3 separate regions of the Zea mays genome follow, and regions 1 and 3 are each linked to region 2. Evidence: chromatin contacts called from public Hi-C data. All regions are on one chromosome and are shown on one strand. The core of a region is the stretch at or near the end of the contact, and the rest is flanking DNA. Distances in the headings are between cores, read along the strand shown.

Region 1 (3,522 bases), core at 213-2,712, 380 kb after region 2:
CTTAACCTTAGTCCCAGAACTTGGTTCAGCTGCAACTTGTTCTTTTTTTACCTTCACTTTCATCTTCTCCACCATCTTCATCCACATTCACAACCAAAGACCTTGCATTCTTCCTTAGGTAAGCAAGCATCTCTTTTGAAACCAATTCAGGCACACTACCACACTTCATTGTATCACCAAAACCTCCAGCGAGATGTTGCTTGAACCTTTTTATCCCAGAAGGGATGATCTTCCTACAGAAAATGCACTGCACAAAGTCCTTCTTTGTAGAATCTGGCCACCAACCATATTTCCATCCTGGGTCTTGTGATTTGGCTTTCCTCTTCACGTCAACAGCTTGGGATGCAAGCTCTGGTGGAAGTGCTGCTATAGCCTTTTCAACAAAAGCAGCAGAGTCTAAAGTAGCAGAAGCTGCTGAACCAGGAGCACCACCTGATGCGGCTGATGATTCTACATTATTCATAATAACTTCCACTTGTGCACGGCCAGCAACAAATTCTGTATAGGGCAGCAGGCCAGCAACACAGCATTGGTTGAATTGGGGGAGCAGGAGGGACAACAGCAAGTCAGCAACCATCCACTACATGCAGTACAAAGAAGGAAGAAAAGTGGAGGGAGCAGGAGAAACCTTCAGATGATGTGCTCATCTCGCCACTGGTTTGTAGCCACAGCCGCTGCAGGACTCCAGGAGGGGCAGGGACGCAGGCTGCTGTGCCGCTGCCCGCCGGCTGTGCCGCCGCCCGCCGGTGTCTAGGAGGAGGGGCAGGGACGCAGGGGCAGTGGCGCAGTGCAAGAGAAGGGAGAGGCAGGGGGCGCAAGAGAGGAGACGTTGGCCAGGCCAGGGAGCCAGTGTTTGGCGGCTAGGGTAGAATAGGAGAGGAAAGGAGACTTGTAGTCACTATAGATGGGCTAAAAAAGACCCAATAACTGAACCCTAGCCAGGACGACCAGATCACACAAATCGGACGACTAGTCGATCTAGTCGACGATTAGTCGGACGACCAGAACGACTAGGCTGTCTAGTCGAGTCGTCCGCCAAATCGTGCACAAAATACCGACTAGCCCGACTAATCACGATTAGTCGGACGACTTGAAATCACTGGTTCTATGACATGCGACTTCTTTGGCGTTTCTCAACAGTTTGAACCGGCCATCTCCCACCGGTACGAGTGGTGAGCCGAGTTCAGACAACACTGGCGGCACGAGCGCCGAGGGAGGAACACAGGGAAGGCTTGCTCCACAAGACAAGTCCAGTGCGGCGTCCCCACCTGGCAGCGAGCCAGCAGCGGCACTTGGAACCGGATGCGTCCGAATCGCATCCAACGAGCCGCAGGCCAACGACCACGACCTCACTCACACATCCTGCCGTCCAATCCATCCAGCTACTCGGCGACTTGGTCAGGACTCAGGACGCCCGCGCTAAGCAAACGAAACGACCCAGCCCCGCGTAGCCAGCGCGTATAGTTAAAGACGCGGGCGCACGCAGCCCCCACGCAGACAAGCAGTGCACCCACAGCTTCCTGGCTGCTTCGTCCATCTCGCCCAATCGCCCTCCCCTACTACTCGCTCCCCACCACCCTACCTCTGACGCTTCCCCCACCCAGTGCCGCCACTCCCAGCCTTGACTCGTCCGCTGGGCCGAACACCGCCCTCGAGCTCTTCGCTGTGCCCCCTCCAGGCTCCTCTTCCCCGCACGGCGGCGCCGTCCTGGTGGTTACGCGGGGCGCCGGTCGGGCGCGATCGGCCGTGCGGGCACCTGGGCTCCGGAGAGGTGAGCCGATCCCGTCGTCGGCCTCGACGTGCCGTTTCTGTTCGTCTGGTGCTGGTGCCCTGGTCGGTGTGCGGTGTTTTTGTTGGGCGTTTATCTGTTCTACGCGTCCCTGGCGCTCGGGGTGCGACTGCGCGGCGTGTGCGGTGGTGCGGCCACGATGGTGGTGGATTCGCTTAGGGTGGGTGTGATATCTGCTGATCGCGCACTCGCTTAGTTAGGATTCGTTGCGTTTCTTTGGTCGGTTAAGGTTTCGGGTGCCGATCCTAGGTCGATGCTTTTTTTTTCGTCAACGGGGAATTTCCTATGACGTCCTGAAGAAGGGGTTTGGCTCTGATTGACGCCGTGGTCACTAGGCTGGGTGTTATTATTCTTCTTCTTCTGTGCGAAATCACGGGTCCTGAGATGTCACATGAAACGGGGATTCTGGCGTATCTCGATCGTGTCCAATGTCTTCTTTTCTTGCCTTCGATTGCATTCTGGCAGTGGGAAGGAGCAGGAGGGTTCTGCTTTTGTGGGCGGATTTTGAGCTCCTCGACCGAATTTGCAGAAGGTTCTGCTTATCTGGGTTCTTTTGTCTATCTTTAGAATTTTCTTGTTGTCTATCTTCAGTATTTTGTTTTTGTTACACTATATGCTGAAAAATGCCTCCATGTTTGAAAATGATGCAGTTTGTCCTTTTGTGTTTCGTGGGACTGGAATTGTGGAACTACCTTTGTTTTTTTTAGTATATGCTTTGATGGATTTTGTTCCACTAGCAAAATTTTACTTTGCCATATAGCTCCAAGAACTCAAATCCTTTTTGTTGTTGTTGTTGTAACGCTTTAGAAATTTCTGCTTTGTTTTGAGAGTAAAGCCCTCAAAGAATTTCTTCTACTGGAAGAGTTAATGAGCTCAAAATATATTCTGCCTTTGCTGGCATGGTTGTTTATCATAGATCATTTGACTGATCAATATATCTTCTGCATTTCTAGGCATGATTGTTTACATCTATCGTTTGAGAATCCATACTTTTGAATTGTTCTGGTTCTGATCATGCTTGTGCTTTTGTTTGTGTTTTGTGGTTAATGCAGACATTGTAAAATGGAAGTACTGCGTGATATGCACCTGCCACCAGGATTTGGATTCCATCCTTCTGATATAGAACTTGTTTCTCACTATCTCAAGAGGAAAATACTTGGTCAGAAAATTGAATATGATCTTATACCAGAGGTGGATATATACAAGCATGAACCATGGGATTTACCTGGTAGGTTGATCATACTTTCATAGTTTTTAGTTGGGTTCATGGATAACTTCCCCCAAAAAAGTACCTCAGTTATTATCTATAGGGCCTAGATGTGATAACAATTTGAATCCTATGAAGTTCTTGAGAATCATAGGCAGATAGACGGAAAATATTTATCAATTAAGTCTATAATTGATGCAGATTTTTTTGTTTTACATTAAAGTGATCCCTGTCAATCTGTATCCTCGTTATCTAGTATATATTCTTTAGCTCTGTGGATGAAGTTTTCTGCTATGGACACCACTTATGGATGCAATTCAAATGTTCTCTCCTATTGCATGGCTCATATCCTCATGTTTCCTGATCTTCTGAGTTCTGATTGTATTTGCAGCAAAGTGCAATCTTCCAATCAAGGACAACAAGTGGCATTTCTTTGCCTCTCGTGACAGGAAGTACCCTACTGGCTCTAGGTCAAACAGAGCAACACTAGCTGGTTACTGGAAATCAACTGGGAAGGACCGAGCCA
Region 2 (3,841 bases), core at 54-2,553:
CTATCTCCAGCATCTTACTCATCCCCATCCACTATTTCAAACTTCACTCTATAAACAGTATAGTCTACGTACAAAACAGTATTTTGCACGGTCATATGCACGATCTGCTGGTCATAGCCTAATGGAACTTGCACCTTTTACCCACAAAACATCAAAGGTGCTAACACCTTTACATCATAATGCGACGTGATGTAACCGAAACCCAGTGGCTAGCTCCAATACCTGCTAATTCATTCTATATGCCTTGCGCCGATGACACACCACACATCATCTTCCCTGCCATGCACATGCCCACTGGCAAGTGACTCATCATGCCCCTACAACCCCCATGGTGCCATATGATTGCACCATGTTGCAGAGTTCACCACCTTCAAGCTATTCCTGCCGACTAACTAGTGACTCCACATGTTCTCATAACTTCCCACAATTAGGATCACAAAACAGTGCGCCCTGCGCTACATCCAAGCTGCAGACAGCAGCATCCGCCGCCACCATGTCCATGCTACCCGCACTGGTTCCACCTCCTCACACGATCGAATGCTTTCTACCACCTCCTCACATGATTCAATGTTTCCTAGTATCCCTATGCCGGTTTACCATAATGAGGGAACTCTCATGATGTGGAATGATTCCTTGGCTGGGATTCTACAGAACCTCCAATCGTCGGGTACTACACCCACCCGGCCATCCGGTCGATCTGCGTCCAAATTTCCACAAGATCACACATATGTCACCTCCACGCGGCTCCGGGGTCAAAAGCAATTTGTCTCCCCGTTGGGGATCCGACTCAGAAATTGCAAGCACTAGTCGTAACGTGATATAACCCGCGGGAGATAAAGAGGGCGTGAGATCTGCATCTGCATGTCGAGATACTCCGAGACCAAAAAAAAACCTACCCCGCGATCCGCTTGATGCGAGTTGCCACTGACACACCAGTGGTCATGTGAGATCCCCCGTCGCTTCCGTGACGCGAATCTACTATACCACATCAAGCCGCGCACGTCGGGACACAGGGAGAGAGAGAGCGGGGGCGTGGCGAATACCGTCGCCGTCCTTGTCGAAGAGGCTGAAGGCCTCCTTGAACTCGGCGATCTGTTCGTCGGTGAGCTGGTCCGCCATGGCAACCCGAGCGGGGATCTGACGGAGGGAGGGAAGCAGGCAGGAAGGCAGAGAGGCAAACCGCGAATGGAGGAAATCTGGAAGGGGGACAGGGGAGAGAGAGAAAGACAGAAGCAGAGGACAGTGCGGTCAGCGGTCAGAGACAGTCGCAGACCGACCAGTCTCTCGTGGTCGTGTACTCGTGTGTCCCACCTTCCACACCGGTTCCATCCGATTTATACAGATAAATCTAACATTTTAACATAAATATATACATAAATATATACAGAAATTATGATTAATTTTAGTCACGTTATTGATAATATTATAAAATACAAAGAATAAAATTTTATTTATAAAAAACATATTTTCGTACCAGTATCTAAATTTTATATCAATTTTTAAAAATATAGAACATATTTAAAGTTTACTTTTGTGAATATTAATAGGTTCAATGCTAAAACAAGAATATAAATTTATATATATCAAATTTTATGTTATTTTTTCACAATTAAAAAAATTAACATCCGAATAATTATCTAAATCCATGCTCGTCATGGGGTTTGGTTCACCCGACTAAAATTTAGTTCCTGTCATATTAATTGTTTAATAATAATTACATATATTAAATACGGTCTAATTATTAAAATAATAATTACATATATGAAGACTAAAATAAGGAATGGATTTATTAAAATTAACTAAGTCTATATTTAATATTTATAATTGATATTCAAATATTTGATGTGACACGAACTAAACTTATCTGGACAACCAAACATCCAAGTTTCAACTAGAGCTAAACGTTGTCCACAATATCTTTATCCTTGATGAGGGTATATGTGTACATTTAAGTCGTCTCGGCATGACACGACTTGTTAAGGCACATCCCATTAAAGCATGACCCAAATTGTTGATGAGGGTATATGTGTACATTTAAGTCTCAGATGTGTCAGACCGATCCAGATAGCACAAAACGTTGTAATGCGTTAGATTGAGTCTATATAAAAAGAATAGTGTTGGGGACTTATTCTCAAATGCTATGAATTAAGAACAAGACAACATAAAATATTAAATATTAAAGCCATTCGTTCTTCGAAGCATTATTCCCCCTTGAATATAATGGACTTCGGACGAAGGTTATGAAAGTCATACCTTCGTAATCATAATAAAAGATAAGAAAAGACATGCATAAAATACGGAAAATAACATGATTACTATGAATATCATTATTAATTTATTTCTATTTATTTTACTTATATAAACAATAACAAATTACAAATGTACCTTCGGCTTGAAGGAAAGTAAGAGTACAAACGAGATGTCAATGCCAAGTCAGCGTGAACAGTACGGGAGTACTGTTCATCTATTTATAGGCACGGGACGCAGCCCATGTAAAATTACATTAATGCCCTTTGCTTTTATCAATAACTCTATAGTAATTCTCTAAGGTCTAATTTGGCTTTTCATCTTTAAGTCGGTTCCCCTTTTTGAGAGCACCTAGAGGGGGGGTGAATAGGTGATCCTGTAAAAACTTAAACTTATAGCCACAAAAACTTGTTAAGTGTTAGCACAATGATTGCCAAGTGGCTAGAAAGGAGTCTCAACAAAACACAATACCACAAAAGATCAATCACAGAGATGACACAGTGGTTTATCCCGTGGTTCGGCCAAGACCAACGCTTGCCTACTCCACGTTGTGGCGTCCCAACGGACGAGGGTTGCAATCAACCCCTCTCAAGCGGTCCAAAGACCTACTTGAATACCACGGTGTTTTGCTTGCTTTTTCTCAATCCCGTTTGCGAGGAATCTCCACAACTTGGAGCCTCTCGCCCTTACAATTGAAGTTCACAAAGAAACACAGAGCAAGGGGGAATGAGCAACGCACACAATACTTCAAAAGATCAGAGCAACAACACGCACACAAGTCGCAACAAGAGCTCGCAACACAACTTAAAGAGTTCACAACTCCACAAGAGCTCTATATGCTATCACAATGAAACGAATGCGCGAGATCGATGTCTTGGTGCTTAGGAATGTTGTAGGAATGCTTGGTTTTCTCCTCCATGCGCCTAGGGGTCCCTTTTATAGTCCCAAGGCAGCTAGGAGCCGTTGAGAGCAGTTCTGGAAGGCTGATCTTGCCTTCTGTCTTCGGGCGCACCGGACAGTCGGGTGCACACCGAACAGTGTCCGGTGCCCGATTCCTTTCCTTAAATGGCGAAGCCGACCGTTGCAGATCTGGGAGCCGTTGGCGCACCGGACAGTCCGGTGCACACCGGACAGTCCGGTGCCCCCATCCGACCGTTGGCTCGGCCACGTGTCGCGCGCAGATTTCGCGGCCGACCATTGGCCCGGCTGACCGTTGGCTCACCGGACAGTCCGGTGAATTTTAGTCGTACGCCGTCAGCAAATTCCCGAGAGCGGCCTCTTCGGCCGAGGCAGCCTGGCGCACCGGACAGTCCGGTGCCCCAGACCGAAACAGCCTCTTGGCTGTACACAACCAACTTTTCTCTTTTTCTCTTCTTCCTGTTTCTGATACTTAGACAAGTATATTAGTACACAAAACCAATGTACTAAGACTTAGAAACATACCTTTGCTCTAGATTTGCACTTTGTTCATCCATGGGCATTGATTCACATTTAAGCACTCGTGTTGACACTCAATCACCAAAATACTTAGAAATGGCCCAAGGGCACATTTCCCTTTCAATCTCCCCCTTTTTGGTGATTTATGCCAACACAA
Region 3 (3,834 bases), core at 184-2,683, 260 kb after region 2:
TTTATATGCCGAGTACGTCGAAAACTGAAGGGTCCCGCTTGTCAGTGGCTGTGGCTATTCTAGCAAAGGGAAGGTGTTTTTTCGGACCTTCGGCTCGGAGCCTTCGTCCATATCACAATCTGAATTTATCATTCTAACAAATTAATATTGCGAGGGGCTACTGTTGGGGGCCTTCGGCTTCCGAAGGTCCTCAAAAACATGATTTAACAATATTTCTGGAGTACAATGTGTGAACAGATATCTTCGGACCTGAGTTAAAACCACAACGTGAAGAAGCACAGAAGGGGTACGAAGGATGGCGCGGAGCCAAAGCTGTGTGTAGAAGAGCTTCGACACGATAGCGGAAAGGGAAACTGACTTAAAGATGAAAAGACTATTTAGACCTCGATGAATTATTATAGAGTTATTAGCAGATGTAAAGGGCATAGGTGTAATTTTACATGAGTTGTGTCCTGTGCCTATAAATAGATGAACAGTAACCCTGTACTGTTCACGCTGACTTGCATTTACTTTTGCGTCACGTTTGTACTTTTACCTTCTTTCAAGTCAAAGGTATATTTGTAACTCGATATATTTCTATTTTTCATAGCAATAAAATAGAAATGAGCTGATGATAATACATAATTGTTTATGTTATCTTTTATATTTTATGTAATTCCTTCTTCATTATGATATGTAATGTTTACGAAGGTATGTCCTTCATAACCTTCGTCCGAAAATCATTACATTCCAAGTGGAATAATGCTTCGAAGGACGAAGGACTTTAACGTTTAACATTTTTTGTGTTGCCTTGTTCTTAACTCTTAGCATTTGAGCACAAGTCCCCAACAAATAAATTTATCAAACTTCCAACTCCCTCTAAGACAGAAAAAACGTACCGATTGAATTGAAGGTGCTACTTGAGCCACACAATACTAAGAAAGTAGACAGAATAATGTAGCTGTGATGTGTGACATGAACTAGAGGTTAGAACAGCGAACTCCGATTTCATACGAGTTTTATTACAAAAGAATTCAGTTATGAAATGGAATTTCGAGTGTATCTCTGAAAAAAGTGTTCGCTGGAACTACTTTTGATTGTTTTGCCGATCACAACAAACTTATTTGAAGTGCAGCCTTTCATAAGCTGTATCTTGCTTATTTATATAAGCCAAAAAGTGTGGTACCGAATAATGCTATATATGAAGAAATATTTTGATTTTACTAAAATTATAGTATCGTGTCACAATATATTGTATACCATGTCATTGAAATATTGTGATACGAGAAAATTTCGTTTCCAAATAGGGTCTAAACTTTAGCAAGTGGAAAAAATGGACCTTATCCGTGGTTAGATGATTAGATTGTAAATTGCTGACGGAAGTGGGATCCCATGACAGCGATTAGCGTGTTGGTGACCATAATAGTCCGTGCCAGCACGATCGTTCTTTTCTGCCTTTTGCTGGCCTCTCCAGATATTCAAACCCAACCGCATGGGATCAGATCAATTCTCCCCACCCCGACGGCCCCACCCACCGCTTCTCTCTCTGTTCCTACAATGACCCACCGGTCAGCCCAGCCGGAGAACGCCGCCCGCTCCCCCGGCGTGCCGCCGCTGTAATTCTTCCTCCTCCACCCAGAGCTGCACGTCCGCGCCTTGCCACCGATGGATCCCGCGCCCGATCAGCTCTCTATCTCCGCCTCTGCCCCGTTCCCCACCATCCCGGCTGCCTCAAGCCCCAGGCCCCGCGCCGCGAGGACGCGGCGCCATGCCGCGCCCTTCCGGTCGGACCACCCCACCGCCGGGAGCTGGCGCTCCGGGATCGATCTCCCGCGCCGTCCTTCGGCCTCCGCCTTTTCCCAGCAGGAGCGTTATCCTTCCGTGGCCTCCTGGAGCGCCTCTCGCGACGCCAACTTTGTGTTCGGGAGCGGCGTGGCCGGTGCGCCGGAGATGAGGAGGAGCTTCTCGTCTGGATCCGGTGAGGCATCGTTGGCTGAACTTTCGTACGCAGTTCACAGGTTCGCGTTGGACGGTTCTGGCAGGCCAAGCGACATTGACGCTCCCGGAGGAGAAGGTACGCTTCCAGTGACAGACTCCGGTGGTCGCTTTGGGGCCCGTGGATGCAGTTCCACTTTGTATGAGGGCTTCTCTCTGGATTCTATTCACCATCAGACTGAGCACCTCGATGAAGAACGTGGAGTCCCGTCTCAAACCATACAATGCGAGAGTGTGGGGATGCGATCATTAGCTTCACCAACCCGCACTGATGAGAATGCTCCCATTGAATTTGCAAAGAGAGGGGACAGCTTGCCCATTCAAGATTCTGTGGATCAAAGTAGAAATTCTGGACATGATGCTAATGCCCACCATGATTTCTTTGTTTTTGGTGGACATGCTGGGTCCAATAGCTTCGCTACCAATGCAACTCAAACTAATACCAGTAAGGTACATTCAGCTGATAAAGAAACTGTAACATGTAACTCTGAACAGCTAAATACTTCAGTTTCTAAAGATGGAAATTGCATCAAGTTCATTTTGCAGGATGCAAAGCATGTGTTTGGTTCAAGTGACAATGATCTTCCAGGTTCGGAACCTTGTGAAATTTCTACCACGGTGGAAACACCGGATACTATAACCTCTAGCTTTGGATCTGAAGATGGGATCGTGACGGTTTCTTCCATAAAGGTGCCTTGCAATATTGAAGTAGTACCAGCCTCAGAACTTGTTGAATGTCAGCCATTTGATGAGAAATCTTTCACCTTTGACGACCAAAATGTACCATATAGGAACAAAGGAGGGGTTAAGGGTATGGGCATGAACAGAGGAGCTTTTATGCCAAATAAGTCCTCAGCAAACCAAGCTTCTTTTGAATCAGTCTCAAGAAGCGGGCATTGTTCTAAAAAAGTGTCTCCTGAAGAAAAGTTAAATTTGAAAGAAGCCAGTAGCTCTTTGCAAACAACAGAAAGTGGGCATGCTGAAGCAGAGTTTACGTCTGCAGCAAATACGGAACATTCTGGTCAATCCGATTTCATATTTTCTGCATCAACTTTCCATCAAAGCATGTTGCACCCGCAAAGACGACATAACAAGAAAAAAAGTGGAGGAATGGGTAATCATGCTAGCTCTATTCAAAGTCTCCCTTCATCCGCCATTGGACTCGCATGCTCAGAAGTCTCAGGAAGTCAGCAATGTGTGGATTTAGCTGCCAAGTGGACTGAATACAACAAAATAGAACCTAACAGGGTTGCAATCAGCAGAGGAGCCAGATGCTCAACATCAGAAAACTTTGGAGACCATGACAATTGTGAAACATGGCGATTAAGGTACCTGCATGACCTACTCTTGTGTCACCCTTCAACTTATTTAGCTAGGATGCACTTCTGCAAGGGTTGAACCACTCAAATTATTCAAGTAGTGGCAGAACACCTTGTGAAGCCATTTAGAAGTTCGGTTATATAGACTTCTTACAGTTCAGCAATTGGTTTGTTGGTTATATTTTTTTTTGTTATCTCTACTTCGAAATATTGATTACAAAACGTTTTGCTGGATTGCGGGTCAAAAAGTTGATTTCCATGCATGGTAGATTGCTAGGAACATTTCTGACTAATAAATAACAGAAAGAGAAACATATTTTGAGTTTTATAGGGAGATTGAGTGGCTTTACTGTTTGCGCTTCATTCACAAGGTACTGTAATTACTGCAGTTCCCGCACTGGTACTATTACACCGTCTGGTTGGGATGGCTTGGGCTTTATGTTCTTTATGATATTCAATGTTTTAAAGCTAAGCTGTGTATTTTGTTGTAGGGGAAACCAAGCATATGCAGAAGGATTGTTAACTAAGGCTGAAGAATGCT

Evidence for each region. Hi-C and Micro-C count contacts between places; a contact is called where the count stands out from the background.
Region 1: a Hi-C map of leaf shows a contact between it and region 2, with 10 times the contacts expected there. The contact joins the promoter of LOC103649967 here to the promoter of LOC542533 in region 2. A contact is called at or near these places in 3 of 25 Hi-C or Micro-C datasets (ear, leaf and tassel).
Region 3: a contact with region 2 is called in a Hi-C map of tassel, with 7 times the contacts expected there. The contact joins the promoter of LOC103649968 here to the promoter of LOC542533 in region 2. A contact is called at or near these places in 4 of 25 Hi-C or Micro-C datasets (ear, leaf and tassel).

The regions. Positions count from the first base shown.
Region 1 is chr3:38,271,212-38,274,733 of Zm-B73-REFERENCE-NAM-5.0, reverse strand. LOC103649967 (NAC domain-containing protein 74) reads left to right here and starts at 1,462. Exons shown (of 5, transcript XM_035966187.1): 1 at 1,462-1,949; 2 at 2,842-3,017; 3 at 3,388-3,522. The coding sequence starts at 2,852.
Region 2 is chr3:38,646,689-38,650,529 of Zm-B73-REFERENCE-NAM-5.0, reverse strand. LOC542533 (calmodulin 2) reads right to left here and starts at 1,303. Exons shown (of 2, transcript NM_001112077.2): 1 at 1,044-1,303. The coding sequence starts at 1,119.
Region 3 is chr3:38,390,318-38,394,151 of Zm-B73-REFERENCE-NAM-5.0, reverse strand. It overlaps LOC103649968, which reads left to right and starts at 1,433. Exons shown (of 12, transcript XM_008675662.3): 1 at 1,433-2,424; 2 at 2,521-3,302; 3 at 3,785-3,834. The coding sequence starts at 1,645.